2 separate regions of the Mus musculus genome follow, and region 1 is linked to region 2. A link is a contact called in public HiChIP or PLAC-seq data. All regions are on one chromosome and are shown on one strand. Each heading gives the region's core, a stretch centred on a gene start, on an enhancer-like site or on the middle of the called end of the contact. The rest is flanking DNA. Distances are from core to core; before and after follow the strand shown.

What was found. HiChIP or PLAC-seq counts read pairs in DNA pulled down with a chosen protein or histone mark.
Region 1: an H3K27ac HiChIP or PLAC-seq map of thymic regulatory T cells shows a contact between it and region 2, with 4 times the contacts expected there. The contact joins two enhancer-like sites. A contact is called at or near these places in 6 of 484 Hi-C or Micro-C datasets (the N1E-115 cell line, adipose-derived mesenchymal stem cells, bone marrow-derived dendritic cells and 3 more) and 3 of 115 datasets of contacts at active chromatin or transcription factors (cardiomyocytes, differentiating embryonic stem cells and thymic regulatory T cells).

Annotation. Positions count from the first base shown.
Region 1 is chr2:13,223,170-13,227,872 of GRCm38.p6, reverse strand. Rsu1 (Ras suppressor protein 1) reads left to right here. Exons shown (of 9, transcript NM_009105.4): 4 at 3,448-3,568. Among named protein-coding and RNA genes, the nearest start is that of Rsu1, 46 kb to the left of the region's middle. Within about 2 kb of position 3,077, at least 35 of the 459 cell types and tissues checked have an H3K27ac peak or open chromatin away from gene starts, as enhancers often do. A contact at or near this core is called in thymic regulatory T cells, where this site is marked.
Region 2 is chr2:13,086,558-13,090,658 of GRCm38.p6, reverse strand. All of the region lies in intron 8 of Rsu1 (Ras suppressor protein 1), which reads left to right. Among named protein-coding and RNA genes, the nearest start is that of C1ql3, 78 kb to the right of the region's middle. Within about 2 kb of position 2,673, at least 5 of the 459 cell types and tissues checked have an H3K27ac peak or open chromatin away from gene starts, as enhancers often do. A contact at or near this core is called in thymic regulatory T cells, where this site is marked.

The DNA.
Region 1 (4,703 bases), core at 1,828-4,327, 140 kb before region 2:
GTCAGAGGATAGCCTCTCAGACTCATTCACTCCTTTATACCATATGGATCCTCAAGAAATGAATACAAGTCACCCGCCTTGCCAAGTGCCGGTAACTGCTGAGCCATCCTGCCAGCTCCATTAATTATGTTTTCAAATGTTCGTTCTTTCTTTCTTTCTTTCTTTCTTTCTTTCTTTCTTTCTTTCTTTCTTTCTTTCTCTCTCTCTCTCTCTCTCTCTCTCAATCTCTCTCTCTCTCTCTCTTTCTTTTTCTTTTTCTTTTTTTTGCTGAGGTGTCCCACAGATACCTTGGAATATTCCAGGAGAGACTTTTGACTGGTGAAATTTTACAGCCACCTCTTCTTGATAGTTGTGATTTATTCACTGCGCACTGTGTATTGCTAACCCTTTACATTTGTCATGGTTTTGTTGGGATTAGCTGGCTTTCCAAATGCTGCCTCCATTTCTACTTTAGATTATGATAACCCTTCATTTATAACTTGCTTTCTTTTTTTTTATATATATAAATAGCATAGGATGGCTCTCTTTATCCACAAAAGATTCACTCTGCTAGATGGTAAGACTAGAGAGTATCCTGCATATCGTTAGCATTCTCTGATTTTGGTTGGATGAATGGTCCTCTGTCCAGACAAGTCTGAATGTTATATTCTTTCTATTTTTACTGTGGCTGATGAAAAAATTCTGTAGTTTACAGGGAAATATTAGCTATGCATTTTTTTCTTTCCCTTTCAGCGTGAATGGAGTCTTAACACAACACATTCAAATGCACACCAAAGGCTGGGAGAGGTTTGGTAAATTGAATGTGGGGTTATTGTTTGTGTCCACAAAACAAAGTCCTAAATCACATTTAACATAATTGGTGGCTTTAAATTGGACTGCTTTAGCACAGAGAGTGAAATAATCTCTCATCCTGTCAAAGAGGCGATACCTTTAGACCAGCATTTAATTGCATTGGCAGGGTAAGTTTAGGGAGGCAGCAGTAATTCTGGCCACATTATTCTTGGTTTGTGGCTAAATTGAGATCATCATTTTCTCTTGGTTTCAGTAACTTTCTTTATTGCTCTTCAAGCTAATCCGATCACTACAGTGAGCGTAGGCTTAGTGATAGCTCCAGGGTGGACAAGGGGAAAGGGTTAGGTCTTCGGTTGCTGCCCTTCACCTCTGTCAGTGGAGGGAACATGTGACCCTGAGGGTAAAGTTTGATGGCTTTCTCAGTAATTGCTCATATAAACTGAACACCATTTATTTACACAACAGCGTATGTACCTGAAATATGCTTGCAGCCACTCTGTGCAAGCTAGGCTCTTAGTATTGTATTAGTATCTACAGTCACTCTGGGATCCTTCCCAGCTGCCCAGACTATTTCATGAAATATTGGTCCCTTCATCTCCACCCACTTTGAGGGCTAATGCAAAGCTCTATCATGGGACCACTGCCACCTGTCCATGGCTCTGGTATACTCCAGTCTTTATCTTTTATGTCCCTCCTTTCAATGAAAGCATGTTCTTTTCCTTGTCCCAAGCAGTCCCTTTTAAAGAAATTAGGTCATCCATACCTGGGGTGTTTCTCAGTGTTGAAAATGGTGACTCAGAGTGAACAATAACACTGGGCCCTTTTCCGTTACTTTATCTCTCCTGGGAGTAACCACGTGCCGGTCTTGGGATGGCTGTTTGGCTCCATATCTCAGATGTTTAGAATTTTCATAGAGCTATGCAAGGGTCCTAAGTACAAGCACTCCTGATCCTGCAGTTAGACTTAACCTAGAGCAGTAATGCTGGCCAGCAGAGTGTCTTTCCCAGCCTTCGGGGCAGGTGGAGAAGAGGGAACTGCAGGCTGGGAAGGAAATATGTTGATATAAGATGTGGCCCACTTGCTTATACTGGACAAGGCCGCATTGCTATTCCTAGTGATCTGGAAAGTTTGGGTGTTACAGTTTCCATGAACCATGGGCAAGCTGCATATGCATGCTTATAGAAAATCAAATAGCAAGTAGGCTAGATAAATGACAAAACATTGAAGAGTCTCTCTCTCTCTCTCTCTCTCTCTCTCTCTCTCTCTCTCTCTCTCTCTCTCTCTCCCTCTCTCCCTCTCTCCCTCTCTCCCTCTCTCCCTCTCTTTCTCTCTCCTGTGCTATCAACTTGGAGTGGAACATTTGTCCTTCAGTGTCATTGGGAGTTGATTAGAGGAGCCCTGGTTACCAAAATCCAGAAATTCTCAAGTCCTTTATATAAAAGGACACATTATATGCACATATCCTATGCTCATTTTCCATGCCCTTTGAATCACTGCTGTATTGTGTAAAATATCTAATAGCTTGCAAATGCTCATTAAACTGCATCCTCTAGGAAGTAATGACAAGAAGAGCCAGCTGTATAAGGTCATTACAGATGCACCATTTTCTGTAAATATCTTTGGTTGATTGAGAATTCTGGATGTGATTTAATAATAAGGAAACCCAGCTTATGTGTGGATTAGATGGTCACCTTGGACTGCCATGTCGCTTCCATTTGAAAGGGGAAAAAGTGCTGCTCGTATTTTGTGTACCCCAAATTCATTCGACATTTCTGCCTCCAATGTAGAGATACTGAGGGCTGGCTCTACTTTTGAGGCTCTTAACTTGTATTCAAATGGTAGACTATAGGTAAGGAGATGCCTTGCGGGTCCCAAGCGGATATCTTCATCTGTGAGCTGCACACTCTGTTCACAGCATGCTGCTGAGTGGGCTCTTTGAATTTTTGTGTAAGAATGTATTAATCAATTGTTAATTTAATGTGTGTGTGTGTGTGTGTGTGTGAGTCAAAACAAAAAGGACAAAAATCAGAAAGGAGGAACACTGAGTATTGTACTATTTCAACTTAAGCTTTAGCTGCGACTGAGTTCAATGATAACAAGGACAGCTCCACAGGTACGGGATCATTTAAGAACTTGAGTGTACCCTCCTTCATTGGGGTTAGCTGTCTTCGGCTGGCAGTTCAAAGCAACCACAAGGAAGAAAATAACTTCAGCTGTTATGCTTGTAGTGTGGAAGTGTGTGCTGTGTTCTATTCCCTGAGAGGCTGCTGACAGCATGGGTCTCATGTCTTCCTCATTTCTGCTTTCCGCCCCTCTGTACCTCAGAAACAAGTCCTGCCAGGTAGTTTGATCTAATCAGACAAAAGGAAACACTTCCTGAGAGGCTGCTGACAGCATGGGTCTCATGTCTTCCTCATTTCTGCTTTCAGCCCCTCTGTAACTCAGAAACAAGTCCTGCCAGGTAGTTTGATCTAATCAGACAAGAGGAAACACTTCCGTTCCACCTGGTCAAGAATTTTTAGCCATGAAAGTAAGAAAACCCACAAAATGCATGTGGACAGCACTGGGGTTTGACCTTACTTGCGTTCAATAGGGAAGTGTGTGGCTAGCATCCTTTGCCCCTTGAATTCACATGCTGCATCTCCATCCCTATAGCTGTGCCACCAAATGTAGCGGAACTGAAGAACTTGGAGGTACTAAACTTCTTCAACAATCAGATCGAGGAACTGCCTACCCAGATCAGCAGCCTCCAGAAACTCAAACACCTGAACCTTGGGTGAGTATTGGAGGAGCTTGAGGAAATCTCCGCCAGGTAATGAGCTGAAGCCAATGCATGCTGTGGGCAAGCAAGGGGAAGCGCTTATATGATTATCACATGGGAGTAGTGGGTTTCTAATTGCTTTTAATGTGTCAGGTTTAAGAAAAGGCTTATTGTTTTAATATTTCCTTTCAGTCTTCTCCATTAGTGTATATCCAGTTAAAGCTAATTGAGAAGCTAATTGTTGGCACAACAAGGAATCTTTTCATGATATTTTGTTTCCAATAGAATGTTATGTCTGTTATGTTGGCCAAGGAAGGACTGACTTGCATAGAATTAATTGTTCAGATAAGCTGGACTACTGTTGGCCTGTTTTCTCTGTGTATTACATAGAAATAGTTAGAAAAACACCCTCCTTGCATGCAGTGGCCCCTCATTTTGCACTGTGACTTCAAGGTATTCTTCGGTGTTGTAGGGATGGGGGACAACTGTACACTTTTACACCAAGGTGAAAAGAGGAAAGTTTATTCATCAGTGAGCTGTAACAGTACCTTGCATCTGTATACTGCTTGGCAGTTGTCAGAGTTCTTGTGCCGGCACTTGACCCTGTGCACGTTTGTGAGGTGGATTCAGCACTTTCCTTTCCAAGATAGGCAGTCAAGCTCTTCTCAAGAGCTTGCTCCTGATGCGCTCCTGATTACCTCTGACTTTGGTGGCTGAGTGCAGTAGAGACCTCTATTGATTTGGCTCCATCAGACCCCCTGGATGGCAAGTGGAACTTTGGCTTTTGATTTCCATCTTCCCTGTCATAGCTGTTAGCTGAAAGTGTCCATTCACGTCTCTGTGCAATCCAATCTACCCATTCAGTTGTAGCCACTGGATGTTGTAGTTATGTTAGTGAGCTAAATGGGGGGCGGGGTATGCTGGGTATTTATCAGTCTTATATGGGGTTTGTGGATTCGTGGTTAGTCCATTCTTTCCATGAAGGGTTTGCTTCGATTCTCTTGTGTTGAAGCTCAGTTTTGAGAGATCAGCTTTGCAAGATCAAAGAGCATCTACTTGCTAACCTGTGAGAGGAAGAAGAGTGAAAAAGAGAGAACCATGTTACTTCAAATGACAGTGTTTTCCCTTGCTGGGGTTCATACTGGATCCC
Region 2 (4,101 bases), core at 1,424-3,923:
ACAAAGAGTTATTACTGCTGGAAAAAAAATATACCCAGTAACGCATTGTTAATACTCTCAGATTTGGGCCCAGAGAACTGTACTGTGAATGGAGTGGGAGATAAATAGAGAGGAAAATGGCAAATTAAGGGGACAAATAACCAGGAAAAAAAAAAGAAAAGAGGGAAGACTGCCTGCTGGCATCAGCAGAGGAGAACACATAACCAGTGTCTGATGCATTTCTTGAGGAATCTGTGTGTTTGCAAATTGCTGCAGTACATCTCAGCAGAATGGAATCGAAGTAACGAAGAGCTGACTAGCAGGCAGAGTTGGATAAATTCCCTCAGTACTCCTGAAATATAACAGAGCAAGGAACAGTATAATGAAAAATAACAGAGAGAGTAGCTAGGGGCTTAACTTATGATCAGTGTTCATTACAACAAATGACACTTTCACTGCAGAGTTACCATAAAGATTATTGACTCTTACATAATGTGGGTCCCTTCTGAATAGATTCTAGAACAGCGCAGCCTGTGAATGGGAGGGCTGGAGCAAGACGAGGACAGAAGATGTGCCCAAATCCCCTCCTCATGTTGTCAACTAGTACTGGCATGCTGCCCATTCAGAATCCTGGACAGAGTCTTCTGCACAGTGGATTCCCTGAGTGCCTTTGGCACTGGCTAGGGTGGGCTTGCCTTACTAAGTGAAGAGGAGTCCCAACGAGTGACTGAACCTGTTAGCTGTTTTATTTCTAAGGACCTTCTGTGTATCCTCCACCATTTCCTATTTTCCTCGGGCATACATAATACAGCATCTTTTAAAATATCTCTCTGGAAAGAAACTATGTTTTGTGTAAAACTTGGTACAGACGAACATAAGGCGTCTTTGCAATTCTGTGGTCTTGCCCAAGTTTAGAATGGACAACCCCCAATTCTGAGCACATTCAGCAGCCTGGATTTTCAGTACCTGTTTAGTGTCTCCTAAACACTCAGTACTTGGTTTTATTTCACTCTTATGACAGCCCCACGAGATATGTACTGTTAATCCCAAGTTTACAGATGAGAAAGACCTCTCAGGTTGAGTGGCTTGTTCAAGGTCACCAAGAATGATAGATGACTTTCAGAAGAACTTCTTCAAGTCTTCTATAAGTTAGTTTCCATACAGTCCTGAACATGTAGGAAGATGTCTTATCCCCGACCTCTTCTCTCTCAAAGCATACAGTGTACTAAATATATATAGGCTCTCTGCTTCAAACCAGATTCTACAAAGAAACTGAACAAGGCTTATTGTGCATTCATGTGTTAGGGCTGAGGATATAGGGTCAGTTCTCAAAGGTCTTGATGCATGAGTGTCATTCAGTTCTTAGCAATCACATAAAAAGCCAGCCAGGGTAGGATCCACTTCTACCGCTGCCACGGAGGCAGAGACAGGAAGATTTCCAAGACTCGCTAGCAGGCGAGCCTAGCCTGATTTCTGAACTCTAGATCACAATGAGAAATTCTGTTTCAAAGAACAAAGTAGATGACTTCTGAGTAACAATACCCAAGATTATTCTCTGGCCTCCCCATGCACACAACATATCTACAAGCATGCTTGTACATGTACGTATACACACACAGGCATACACACACGGGTGCGCACGGTGTATGTATATATATATTAAAAGTGACCCCCCCTAAGAACGCACTTCTTGTCAGAATTAGACAGACTGACAGAGAAACAATATGCTTTGGAGGCATCAGCCACCTATTGTCACAGAATGAAGCAAGGCTAATCTATATAGACAATAAGTTGTTTTAATTTTCTTTTAATTTTCAGGTTGTTTTGTTTTCATTTCTTATTTGAGGTTTGTGGAGAAAATACTTCACTAAGAAACAGCGATTTAAAAGTAGTGAGCCTTGATCTACAAAGCAGATTTAATGTGTGTCTAAGATCATTTCAAGGTTTTTTTTCCGCTCATGAAGTCTGACCATGGTGTCATCTCATGGTCTATAGAATCTACCTTCTGTTCTATAGACCCTCCATAGCTGGAGCTAATTGCTCCGGAATGTGGGTTGTTGTATTAGCATGCTTCTTCTGTGTGTGTGTTCCCTTTAAGATCTTCTGTCCCATGACATCATATTGAGCTGGGAGGAGTCTCCACACCGCCTGTGCCTCTGGCATCTCCACCTTACACGTTTACTCCACCTCACATTCACCATCTGCACATGGAATGTTCTAACACCTTCCAGGGGTGTTTTGTGGGTGAGATTCTTCGATGAAGCACTTGAGCTTCTTGGATTCAAAGGGGCTGTTGTGACAAGTGTCAGCTCTTTCATGCCCACCCACAGCCACAGCTTTTGCCTGTTGGGGCATCAGCCACAAAGTGCCAAGTCCAGAGAGTTAGCCCTTCTTCACACTATTTCCCTGCATCTCCTCAACGCTCCTAGCTGATGCCTGGGATCTAACAGATCCTGGTATGCAGCCAACCTAACCTATAATCCTGTAGGATTTCTAGCCTTTTTTTTCTTCTTTAACCTATAAGTTTCTCAGAGACTCTTAAAATATGAATTCAAAGCAAAAATAGAGTAATAAACAATTTTCAGAGTGTATCAAGACAGGAAGTATCTTACAAACATCCTTTTGAGGATGTTTCTTCCCTTAAAAGTCAAAGTATGCAAATTAAGACTACAGGAAGGTGAAACCCAGAGATTCATGGGTTTTAGAGCTGTCATATCTACATGATTCCTGTCACAGTTGATGCCCTGACCTCAAATACCTCACTCTACTCCCAACAGATCCCCTTGTCCACCAAGAGCTTCGCTCATCCCTTGCTGCTAAAGTCTTCACATCACCAGCTACTGCTCAAACGCTGGGCTCTTAGATGAAGAAGCAACATTGACCTGATTTGCCATATTTCAGAGATGCCGGTGACCATAACCAGAAACACAGCTTGCAGGAGGAACCTGGCTATGCCAGAGCCGAGGCAGAAGGTACTAGCTGCCTCCTCCTGCTTCTGCTAAAGTCCCGTGGATAGTAGCCTTGTGGATAAACCACCATATATACTCTGTAGCCAGAGAAATTTTGGTTTTAATTACTAAAGTTTTCTTTTGCTTTTGGCTTTATCTTAATGATTTGTAAGTGGAAGTGATTTACCTCACCCAGTGCTGAGGGAAAGCATAAATAGTACAGCATTGTTTTCAGTGTCAGGCATCATGCCGTAATATAATCTAACACACAGCAGACCTTTGCGATGTCAGCCCTGTGGAGTTTCATTTAAGTGAGTTCGTGGTTAAGTGAGTTCATATGACTGAAGTTCTGTGTAAGCTCCATAGACAAAGTACATGTTATAGGTTGGAGCTGAAGTGAGCCCACAGGCTCTGCTTTGGTCCACCTCTTCCCCCATGTGACGGCACAATTTGGGAGGCTGTGAAACCTTTAAGAATCAGACCCTAGCTGAAGGAATCAGGTCACTAGACGCAGACATGTTACTATTATACCCAACCTCTGGTTCCTGCCAGACCCTCTGCTTCCTGTGTACCATAGTGTGAACAGTTCTCCATCACATACTATCCCACCACCATCCTCTCCATAAGATATTTTTTGCTGACTGTTGGGTACTAGGCCCAGAAACTTGAAAACTAAAAGTGACTTAGACATCCTTTTATCCCAGAGACATTCATGATCTATCTGGAGGGTCACAGTGGAATGCTTTTGATTATCCTACTTATGTGACACCTGCTTTCATTCAGTCAGCAGACATTGACAGTGTGTCTATAACATACTACCGGGTATCAGACATTTTTCTTCCCTCTGCCTAAAAACCTGACAAGAATCATCTTAAGGGAGGAAGGACTTGTTTTGGCTCAGTTTGAGGGAACATTCCATCATTGTGGAGAAGGCTTTGACAGTAGGAGTGGATCAAGGCTATGGTGACAGAGTCATGAGATGCTTGATCACATCTCTATGGATAAAGAGAGAAAGAACTGTGACACTCACCTGCCTTTGTCAGTGGTCCCTTTTTGTCCAGTTTAAGAGACCAGTCATGAGATAGTGCTGCCCTTACTTAACATGGGTCCTTCCTATGCAGTAAAACCTTTCTGGACACAGTTCCACTAACACACTAAGCACTATCTCCTAATG